Linked DNA regions of Callithrix jacchus: region 2 is linked to region 1. Evidence: chromatin contacts called from public Hi-C data. All regions are on one chromosome and are shown on one strand. Each heading gives the region's core, a stretch centred on a gene start, on an enhancer-like site or on the middle of the called end of the contact. The rest is flanking DNA. Distances are from core to core; before and after follow the strand shown. Region 1 holds the start of THBD (thrombomodulin). Region 2 has its middle 86 kb from the start of CD93.

Region 1 (5,690 bases), core at 1,401-3,900:
ACCTGAAATTTCAGGATAAATTAGCAAATCTGGTGAAAAAGCAAAGGGCCATTGTTATTTTGAGTGTTTTTGTTTCTGTTCATGTAGGAGTTTCTGTCTGAGCAGGCAGGTAAGGGCAAAAGAAATAGGGTCAGGCACAGGTCAGGCAGGGCGACTCAGGTGAGCCGGCCCAGTTCCTGAGAGGAGGAAACTAGGAAGAATGGCGAAGAAATGGAGCTTGCTTCATAAATGTGAGAGGGCCAGGAAAAAGAATTCACTAAGATAGTTTATCTGCCACATGAGAAGTGGGAGTTTGTAGAGCGAGATGGGAGAGGTATGCAAAGTGGATACCGGAGACATACAGGTAGGAAAAAAGGAAACAAACAGAAGCCTAAATACTTTTAAAAAATAAATATTTTGCTCATCCCTAGCCCACGAGGTCAAGGTCTGCCCAAAGGGCCGCCAGGCAATAACGCTCACCCTCCTGCGCCCAGTGGTGAGGAGCTGCGACACTTCTTTGCCTTCGTCGTAAAATCGTCATGTCTGCCCAGTGGTCCAGTGACGTCATGGAAGAGGCTGAGGCTCATTCTCCTCCTTCTAATCGGCCTCTCCCCGTTTAGGCATGGAATCAGAGAACACAGCTTGGTGGGGGCGGGGCGGGCCTTCTCCAGCTGTAATCCAGCTAGGGTGCTCTGGGTAGCGGTGGAGTACAGCTGAGGGCGAGGAGGCACAGGAGCGAGAGAAAGCCCACGCCAAAGCCGGGCTCCTGGACGGAGGTCGCTCAGAGTCCCTAAGGCGTCTGCTCGGTCCGCACGTGCTGCAGCACTACCTCCTTGGAGGGGGCCGCGCACTTGTACTCCATCTTGGCCCTGGTGGCGCCCTGCTTCTTGCGCTGGTGGCGTAGGAGGGCCAAAAGCGCCACCACCAGGGACAGGCTGGCAATAGAGATGCCTATGAGCACGCCCGAATGCACGCGCCCGGCGGCCGGGGGATTGGAGGTGGAGCCCGGCGTCGGGCTGACCGGAGGCTCTCCAGAGCCGCCGTCGCCTCCGTCCACCTTGTCGGTGTCACAGTCGGTGCCAATCTGGACAGTAAGGGCCGAGTCGGTCCCGCAGATGCACTCGTAGGTACCCAGGAGGTTGCGGCATTCCCCGGAGCAGAAGCCGCCGTTCTCGCACTCGTCGATGTCGGTGCACATGAAACCTTCGTCCAGGATGTAGCCTTCAGGACACTCACAGTTAGACTTGGTGTTGGGGTCGCAGTCGGCTGGACAGGCAGTCTGGTTGCAAAACATCTGGCACCTGTGCGGCTGCTGGGGCACCGGCGCGAAGCCTTCGGCGCAGATGCAGCGGTAGCTAGTTTGGCCTAAGGGCTGGCACTGGTACTCGCAGTTGGTTCCAAAGCACGGGTCCACGGGCTCCACGCACTCGCCGTCCACCAGGTCGTAGCCAGGGTAGCAGTGGCATTCGAAGCCACCCTGAGTGTTGACACAGCGCTGCGGGCACAGATTGGACTCCAGCATGCAGTCATCCACGTCCACGCACCGGTGCAGGTCGTCTGCCAGCTGGTAGCCGGTCTCGCACATGCACGAATAGGAGCCCGGCTTGTCCGGGTTTCGAACGCAGAAGTGCTCGCAGAGGTCTTCGCAGGACTGCTTCGCGGGTGCGGTGCAGGAGCGCCCGTCTGCCTGCAGGGCGGCGCCGACTGGGCAGAGGCAGCGGGGAGCCCCAGCGCTCGCATTGCACGCGTGCTCGCAGCCGCCGTTCTCCACGCTGCAGTCCCAAGCGCCGGGCGCATCCCTAGTCCAGTGTCCCTGGACCTCCCCAGGCGGTGCGGCGCACTCCAGCTCCAAGCCTAGGGGCGCCACCGAGGCGGAGCTGCCCACCGGCAGCGCCTGAAAGTCCGCTCCGCGGGCCGCGAAAGGGGTGCCATAGGTGATCCGGACGGCTGCAGCCGCGGCGCCGGGCTCCACCACCAGGGGCCTGCAGGTGGCTGGGAAGTGGAACTCGCAGAGGAAGCCATCGGCCTTCACATCACACGGCTGCTCCTCCCAGACCGGCTCGCCGGGGACAGGGGCCCCAGCAGCAGAGACCGAGACGCACAACGGGCCGCAGAGGGGAGCCCCATTGAGGTAGAGCTCCGCCCACCTGCTGTAGCTGGTGTGGTTGTCTCCCGTAACCCACTGGAAGCCGCGCAGGGGCCCGAGGCTGTTGGGGTCGCCGCAGCCTGGTGGCAGCTGCAGGCCGATCCAGAGGCGCGGGCCAACCTCGCCGTCACCACTCAATAGCAAGGAAATGACATCGGCAGCCACTGAGGAGCGCACTGTCATTAGGTGGCCCTGCAGTCTAACGCAGATCTGGCTGGCAGCGAGGAAGGTCGTGGGGCCCGGGTAGAGCGCGAAGCAATCGTGTTCGACGCACTGGCTGCCACCGGGCTGTGGCTCTGCGGGTGCGGGGAGCCCCAGGCCGGCCAGAGCCAGCACGCCAAGGAGGATGGCCCCGAGCATGTTACCCAGACGCGCCGAGTGCAGGCGCTGTGAAAAGCGCAGGCACTGAGACCGGGCCGGGCCGGAGCAGAGGGGCGCAGGACGCCGCTGGTGACAGCCTCTCCTGACCGTCTCAGTCCAGACCCTTCTGGCCGCGGCGCGCAGCCCCTGCTAGACAGCCTCTGACATTCGGATCGGCCGGGGCTCGAGTTTATAAGTGCGCGGCCCTCCCTCCCTGGACGTTCGGGAAAAGGAAGGAAGTGCCTGGTGGGAAGGGCTGAGGCCGCATACTCGGATTGCTGGGTTCTCCGGCCGCCCTGAGCCCGCCCTCGCGCATGGGATCACCTCGCCGGGATGAGTAAACCCGGCTCTGGAGCAGGGAGGTTCTCGGGCGGGGCCGACAGGGGCAGGCGCCAGGAAAGGCCAGCACCCCTGTAGCCAGACGACTGTCCCCGCCCCCACCACGCTGGCCCCCACGCGTGCAGCCCTCCTTCATCTCTTGGACTTCCTTCCTTTCTTTTCATATATGTTGCCGTCACATCCAAGGAAAGCCCGCATTGCAGAGCTCTGGGAATCGGAGACGTCAGCGAAGAGGGCTTGGAATGGGGCGTGGGGGAGATGGTGCACGAAACCTGCAGGACACTGGGAGGGGTGACCCGCACGAAGGGGACTTTGGGAGGGACTGTCTAGGACGTGGACTTCCCCAAAGACAGGCTCGCAAGGAGAGACAGCTGGATCCCGTCCCCTGCCAGGGTGCCTGGCTCAGGGAACCGGCGGAGCGCTTGGCCTCAGAGGACAGTGGGTGTGGCTGGGGTGACGGGACAGGGCGGGGAAGACTGGCCTGACAGCAGCGCCCTCTGCCCCATGGTTGGCCAGGGGGACCCGCGAGTCCCTGGGCAACCCCATCTCGTCACGTGAGGAAGGCGCGGGGACACTATCACGGCTCCTGAGGTCCTGACCTCGCTCAGAGGCCGTGGCAGGTGAATTGCTGCGGCGCGGGGTAAGAGCGGGCGCGTGGGAGCGAAGCAGCCGGGCCGGTTTCCGTCCAGCTTCCGAGGGACGGCGCATCTCGCACCCCAACAGGGTGGCTGGCAGCCCCTCGGGGAGGCGCTGCGGGCTTCCCGCGGGTCCCACTCATGTCAGCAAAGAAAGTTTCCATTTGGTCCAGCGGCCGCATTGATACCGAGATGCACAGAAATGCCACTTGCTTGGCAAAGGGCACTGAGGAGACACGGTCCCGTGGATGGGCGCGGTGAGGAGGGCTGGAGGAGGAGATAGGAACCTGTGGCTTTCGACCTCGTCCGGTAGTTCCCTGACTGGGAATGCGGAGGAGTGGGCCACCTCCTCCGGTCGCCCCCATAACAGTGAGAGGCAAAAGGTTCAAAGACACCCTTGCGTCTCTCCTCCACCGTCCTCACAACGAGCGCCAGGCGGCGGCGCTGTCGAGCTCTAAACAAAGCCAAGGAAGTTGGAGAAGTTTCGGGCTAAAAAGGGTTAAGGTCTGGGAGCGCAGAGGCCTCCCCCTGGGGTAGGAAGCTCCGTACCCCGGCAGCCCCTTGTGGATTCCGCGGCGTTTACCTCTTGCCTCCAGGGTCTCGTAGATTCCGGACATTAAACGAGAACAGAGAGTATGGAGCCTGCACGTGCGAAAGACACGCACCGGGGGGGTGGGCCGGGCTGGACTGGACTGACCCGCCGTGACCAAGTGGGTGGAGCGTGGACACTCCGAAAGCGAAAGGGCTGTCCCACCCCACACCCTCCAGCGCCTTGGGGCAGAGCCTTCCGGAAACGGAGGAGCTGCTGGACACACAGGGGTCTGAAGCTCCCGGAATGCGCACAGCTGCACCTCACCTGACCCGGACCCCTGGGAAGTAGAAGGGAAGGGCAGCAGACAGGACAGCAGAGCTGTCCCCGGCGGGAGCAGGCAGTCGGTGGCTGTCTCGGCTGAATCAATGGTCGTGACTCCGGTGTACAGCCTGCCGACGCGGGACCCAGAAGCAGGGCTGCCTGGGGTGCCGCCATGGGGTTGAGGGTGAAGCTTCAGACAGGGGCAGGAACCTCTTGGGGACACTGCTGAAGGGTCTGAATGTGGGGACGATTCACGGAGTGGATGAGACAAAAGAGGGGACAGGATCCGTTATGGAATCAGAGACCAGTGCAAAGTGAAAATGTAGGGTCCTTTGTTCAATTACAAGGATTTCAAGACTGTGACAGCAAAGCATTAAACAAGACATGGGGCCCTGGGGGGTGATCAGCAGGTCCCTTCTGAGCCTGCCAGCCCTGAAAGGGACTGAGGGACATTAAAGGGTCAGGTCTCACCCCACATACCAGGATGTTTGCATTCTTGGATGGGATTCTAGCTGATGTACCACCACCATGTTTCACTGGACGATCTGTGCGGGTCTGCCTGCACCCATTACTGATTCTTGCAAAGAAAAAAGAAAAGAAAAGGAAAGTGTGAGAACAGCCCCAGTGACTGAGTCCACTGAGAACTCAGTGATGTCTGTGAACCTTGGATCAACCTATATGAGGAGGTGCAGATTTTGGATGTTTCTATATTAGAAAGAAGCTAGAGCAACAACAGTTGGAAGCAGAGCACTGTCCCCATGGGTGGTACCAGTGTCTGGGTTGCCCTGTAGAAGGATGAGTGGGCATGACCCATTTGGCTTTCCCACCCATCAGGGCTTTACCACTGGTGCTCAGGATACCTTTGCCTTCCAGGACCTGCCCTCAGCAGCTTCATTTTTCCTCTTCAGACAGTACCTTGGAGGTTTTTCACATTTTAAACCACCTTGTGGTGAATGAAGGTCCCCTGTCTCTGTTCTTGCCCCACCCCTATCTTCCTATCTGTGCCACCTGCACACCCGGGCGTGCCGCTCCCTCCTATCTCTTTGCAGATGACACTTTCACTTCCCACTCCTTAACCCAGTTCCCGGCTCAGCACCCTCACTGTGGGTCACCAGCAAAGACTTGTTTTACTCCTGAAACAGCTTCCTTGAAGGACACCATCAGGTCCTAAATACTGTGGCCGAAATCTTGTTTTCGGCCATCCTTCAAGAAACCTTGGTGCCATTTGCACTTGTGACCCTTCACCATTCTCAAGGCTCCTCTTCCAATCACTTTTGAGACACGTATTTTCCTCCCCTCCTGTCCTATGAGCTTGCGGAGGCCCCTGGCATCCTCTTGCCCCACCCACTGGAGCAGCTGTTCTCAAGGTTCTGCTGGT
Region 2 (5,690 bases), core at 1,095-3,594, 130 kb after region 1:
GTTGTGTCAGTCTTCAGAGTCCTCATAGAGTGGGCAGGGGTCTCAGCAGAGTCAGCACCAGCCTGCCTCTCTCCTGCATTGCTCTGTGTCTTTCTCGTCCCTTCCTGGAAGTGCTGGGTAAGAAAGGGTTAAAAGATGCGCCAGAATGTGAGTGTCCTTTGAGCTCCCCAAGCTCTTTCCTTACGCAACCTTAAGCAGCTCTTTCCTTAGCAACCTGACATGTCAGTTCACGGTGTCTGTGTTTATCTTTTCTCCCAGCCAGAGCAGATCTAGGCGGCTGGCTTCAGGCTGAGTGTGGAAGGCAGTGCTGCTGGCAGGCAGGGGGGCTGTGCGCTGTCCCTCTTCCTCTTCCTCCTCTAGGAGAACAATGGCAGGATCCAGTTGCTTATCTGTCTGCTTATCTTAGTGTGCTGAGGGGTGGCTGAATCCTGCATGGGCAGTGGGGGAGGGCCTTGGCTCAGTACTGCCCTCCTGTGCTGGGGCAGGCTTGGCAAGATCCATGGAGCTGCCTCCCTCAGACAGCCTGGTGTTCCCACCCAGGGGGTGGAAATAAAGACACATCACATCATTGGCTTCTGAGGAGTGAATGACAGAAGGCACGCACACAGTGATGGCGTTCAAAACATATCAGCTGGCTGGATGCGGTGGCTCACGCCTGTAATCCCAGCACTTTGGGAGGCTGAGGCGGGCGGATCACGAGGTCAAGAGATCGAGACCATCCTGGCCAACATGGTGAAACCCCGTCTCTACTAAGAATACAAAAAACATACCAGCTGTGGCCGCCACTGTCTTAGCTCTTTGCACTTGGACTCGTAGAACGGGCCTCACTTGCAGGGACGGTGGCAAATTTCTCCCCACCTGCTGCGACCTTCTGTTGACACTAAAATAGCTGTGGGTATACGTGGTGAGGAAATGTTACGCTTTATCTAAGAGTCAGGTCACAGAACCAAGCGTCTCTGCTTCCCGGCCGTCTAGCTTTAAACAAGCCACATCTTTGTGCCTCCATTTTCCCACATCCCCATTTCTCATGGACAGACAAACTTGAGAATCTGGTGAAATAACTCATGAGAGGTCTTGACACCCCAGCAAGCAGCAGCTGATTGGAAGCCACGGCGTAAAATGCAACGGGGATTTGCTTATGCTGACGGGTCAGTTTACCTGATTAGGACAGGCAGAGGAGCTCAAACTGACCAGCAAGACAGTGGCTGGGAAGAGAGGAGGCCTCTAAGAACCTGTTATCTGAATGGTGGGCTGACGAGGGCACTCCTAGAGAAAGGGATGGCACTGTCCTGAGTGTATTCTGCTCAGACCCATTACTGTTTCATGAAACACTCTCTTACGGCTCCATTTCCTCAGACAGTGGCCTGTCTTGTGTCATTGAACATCCTCTATGGACTGCCTGGAATATCTGCCTTCTCCCATGCTCACCTGTACCCCAGTAAACTCCTATTCATCCCTCAAAACCCAGCTCTGCCCTCAAGTCTTCCAGGAAGGCTCTCCCGGCACCATCCTCACCTGTGGGCAGGGTTGGGGGTGGGGGTTCCACCACATCTGTGCTTTAACCTGGCCTGCTGTTAGACCGTTGCCATGAGCCCAGCCCTCCCTGAGAGCACCCTTCAGGGCACAGAAAGAGCTCAAGGATGGTGGCTGGGGTTCAGTCAGCCACTACAGATACCCAAAGCCGTCCTCGTTGAGTCAACCCTCCCAGGGCAGGGAGAGCAGAGGGTCTGGGAAAATAACCCCAAGGAGAGGGACAGGGCGATTATGAGCTGTGCAGTCTCCCTGCTGGGACCCGGAACCGTTACTGGAGAGGAGCAGGGCCTGAGCCTGGGGATGGCCCTGAGAAAGCACAGCAGTAGGAGCTGTAATCAGCTAAGCACAAGCAGTCCGCTTGGTTTCTCTAGTGTTATCCTTTGCTTTCTAAATAAAACAGCATGTGAGCACCTCTGGAGTTGGTGTCCCCAAAGTCCCCCTCCTGGATATCGTCAGCTGCGTGGACCAACCTTTCCAAAAGATCAGCCAGGTCACGGTGAAGGTCAAAGGTGAGCCATGGGCCTCAGCAGCTGCTGGGTGGACCGTGCGTGGGACTCAGGAAGTGACGTTTGCTCCCCACCCCGCCCCCTTCCTCAGTCTCTTGCTCAGAATCCTGGACCACACACTGCGTGCTGTGGCTCCATCACTGTGCTGGGTGAGGGGTGGACTGTCCAGCTGAGAGCCACCCAGGAGGCCCACCCAGGAGACCCAACCCAGGCCTCTCCATGGAACCCAGAGAGTTCCAGGGTGCTGATGGGACACCGGGGCCCAGGTCAGCCTCTGCCCCTCCTGAGGGTGCCTGAGGACACCCTTACTATTCCAGAGAAGGAGGCCCTCCCCACGGCTGCGGACAGTCACAGCAGCTGTGGACAGCTGATGGGAGGGTGTGTCCTTTCCCAAACCCTACAGGCAGGCAAGCGCTCACTATGTTAATGGAAAAAAGAAAGGGAAGGAAAACCGGACTGTACCTGAGGTCAGGCAGGCAGGTCTCCACTCGGCACTGGACAGATGGCTAGAAGCCTTGGGCCTCTCTAGGAGGCTGGGGCCCCCCACACGATCCCCTCTGCAGGGTGGAGGCCACGCACCTGCTCTCCTGCTTCTGAGCTCCGGTCTCCTCACTGTGAGGCCCCACTGCAGCAAAGAGACACTGGGAATGAGCCCTCCTGTCCCCTCCTTGCCAGAGCGTGGGAAGATGCGTTGGTCGAGGGCCCAGATCTGTTTTCCTCCCCGAAGACTTTCTCTGACTGAGTCTGACGCTTTCTGAGTTCTTACCTAATTTCCCCTTCTCCTTCTGTGGCCCAGTGAGATTTATTTGTTTGTTTTTATCACTACCCTTGCTGTCTCCTCAAATCATCCAGCGCCACTGCTGTTTTCTAGAACATTGGCAAGCATGCTGATGGAGAGCACACACTGTGCTGACCTCTGAGGGGAAGAGCCTCATCCCACCACTCAGGTGGGGAAACTGAGGCTCTGTGAGGTTCGTTTAAAGCGGGTGAGCAGCGCGTCTGGAACTGGAGCTCTGGCTGGCTCATGTCCATGCTCTTCCCACCACAGCAGGAGCCTGCTGAGGCTCCACGCGCTCTGAAATGTTGAGAACTGCCCTGTGGATACCAGGAGAGAGGGCAAGAACACAGCACGACTTTCTTGGTTATAGTTTCCTTCCTCAGAGGGGTTTTCCGACTTGCCCTGGGTCTTGTGAGGAGGGTAGAATTACATTTCACAGGCTGCCTAGCAGCCACACTCGCCTCTAGGCTGAGAAGGGGTGGGGTTCGGCTCCACAGTCTCCCAGGTCCTCAGGCAGGGACTCCACGCTCTGATTCCATCTGTTATAGTGAAGCCCAACTTTCTCTTCAAAGAATCAGCATGTCAGTATGTTCAGCTCTCTTATTCTTTAATTCTCTATTTTAAAGTTTCACTTCCTTGTAGTTCCAGTAAACAACCTTCTCCACCAGTTCTAATCAGTAGTTCACATCTGTTCCCCTGGCCCCTGCTCCGTTCTGACTCATCCGGGTCACCTGCTCTGGTCACCTTCTTTAACCTAGGTCACCCCCTGCTACCTGCTCTGATCCACCTATAACGGTCCTTCCCACCAAAACACCCACCGTGTCACTCCAGCTGGGACCCCTACTCTCTTTAAAATAGCCAATCAGGATTAGTCTAGTTTGTGTGGTCTAACCCTAGCCAACAGGGGAACAATACAGCAGTAGGGACGACCCCCGGCAGGCATAAGTACCTCTTCCCCTCCTTGTCCAGGTGTCCACTTGCATTGCTCCATCTGTGCGCCGCACCCTTCTATAAAAGTAAACTGTCTTGCTGAGAGGATTTTTTTTTTTCCTTTTTTTTTTGAGACGGTCTTGCTCAGGCACTGGGCTGGAGTGCAGTGGCACGATCTCAGCTCACTGCAACCTCCGCCTCTCGGGTTCAAGCAATTCTGCCTTAGCCTCCCCAGTAGCTGGGACTACAAGCACGCACCACCATGCCCTTGCTGAGAGGATTTATCTTTGAGTGCTATTTCTTTTGTGACACTGAAATTTTACTTATAACATATCTCTAAGTTGGCAAGTACAAAAAAAAAAAAAGTCAACTGCCCAAGGGACTTTGCTTAGCACCCATATCAGGTTAGGCTGGCAGATGGAGCATATGCTGGGGTGGTCCCATCTGTCAGACCTCATGTTCCAGGTGAAGAGACTGGTGAGCACCAGGTGACCCTGCCCCAGTGCACATGGCTCTGTCAGGTACAGTCAAGTCTCTGCCCCTGGAAGGTATGCCTTGAGGGCCATGCCAAGCAGAGCCTCTCTCAATGGGTGTCTTCTGGGGCTGCTGCCACCAGGGATCACACCCCAGGCAGCTTAAACCACAGGCTTTTGTTCTTGCACAGCACTGGAGGCCGGAAGTCCGAGAGCAAGGTGCTGGATGGCCTGGCACCTCCTGAGGGTGGCCGGCTGGTCCAGTGCAGGCCTCCCGCCTTGGCTGGTGGACAGCCATCTGCTCCCTGGCTCTCCACATCACCTTCCCCCGTGCCTGTCTCTGCCCAGAGCTCCCCTTTCTAGAAAGACGTCAGTCCTACAGATCAGGGCCCACCCGTGTGACCTCACTTTTACTTTACTACCTCTCACCTAGTACCCTAACTCCATATCAGATCACATGCTGAGGTGCTGGGTGTGAGGACTTCAACATCTGAATTTTGAGAGGGACACCATGGAACCTGTACCACCAAGGACAGAGCCAAAGACCCTTGGATGACAGGCACACAACAGGACCTGGTGGAGGCTCTTCTTTAGGGGAGAGAGGAAAATGGGAGCCATCACTGGAAGAGCCCGAGGGCAGGGCGGGTAGAAAGAAGCTGTGGGACCCCCCCCCCGCCCCCACAAGCAGCCTGTGTTTCTAAAGCAGACCCTGACGTGAGGCCCAGGGAGCACATGTTTACTAGAGGGGATCCCCAGAAAGAGGAGAGAACCAGGCAGGAGGGAAGCCCAGGGCAGGGCTCTAGAGAGAGGATGACCACTGGGAGCAGGAGAGGCTGGTCTTTCTGTCACCTCCTGCAGGAGGAGGGTGCACCTGAGACCAGACCCAGCAAGAGATGGGATCCCTGGGAACAGTACCTATCCAGGCCCTCTGCAGGAGGGACTGGGCCGCCACTAGGCTGTCCTGGCTGGCTCAGCAGGTCCCAGGAGTACAGGGAGGCAGAGGGGCAGCGAGAGATCTGGGTTGGGCACAGAACCACAGCTGCTGCAGCTGCCGCGGCTCCCTCCCTCCTCTGAAGCCAGAGAGAGCAGGGAGGTCTCTGCTGCCTTCGCATCCCAGCCCCACACACCTCCCTGCAGCCTGGCTGTGCCCCCTGCACCGGCCCCTCTTGCCCTCTGTTGTCTGTCTATAGAGTGTGGGGCCAGGGAGGCGGCTGTGTGGTGCATACGTTGTGTGTGTGGGTGTGTGTCTGTGTGTCTTGTTTGTATTTGCGTGATATGTGTGTAGTATGTTTATGTGTCATGACTGTGAGGGTGTGATGTAAGAGTATAAGAGAGAGGTTTGAGTGTATGGTGTCTGTGTCTGTGTGTGATGTTGATGTGTTGTGTGGGTTTGAGTGTGTATGTGGTATCTGTGTGTAATGTTGGCGTGTTGTGTGTGGATTTATGTCTGTGTGTGATGGCGTGTTATGT

What was found. Hi-C and Micro-C count contacts between places; a contact is called where the count stands out from the background.
Region 2: a contact with region 1 is called in a Hi-C map of skeletal muscle, with 3 times the contacts expected there. The contact joins the enhancer-like site here to the promoter of THBD in region 1. A contact is called at or near these places in 2 of 3 Hi-C or Micro-C datasets (both in skeletal muscle).

What each region holds. Positions count from the first base shown.
Region 1 is chr5:30,079,612-30,085,301 of calJac240_pri, forward strand. It overlaps THBD (thrombomodulin), which reads right to left and starts at 2,651. Exons shown (of 1, transcript XM_003732821.6): 1 at 1-2,651. The coding sequence starts at 2,485. The coding sequence ends at 770.
Region 2 is chr5:30,209,232-30,214,921 of calJac240_pri, forward strand. No RefSeq gene overlaps it. Among named protein-coding and RNA genes, the nearest start is that of CD93, 86 kb to the left of the region's middle. Within about 2 kb of position 2,345, at least 5 of the 16 cell types and tissues checked have an H3K27ac peak or open chromatin away from gene starts, as enhancers often do. A contact at or near this core is called in skeletal muscle, where this site is marked.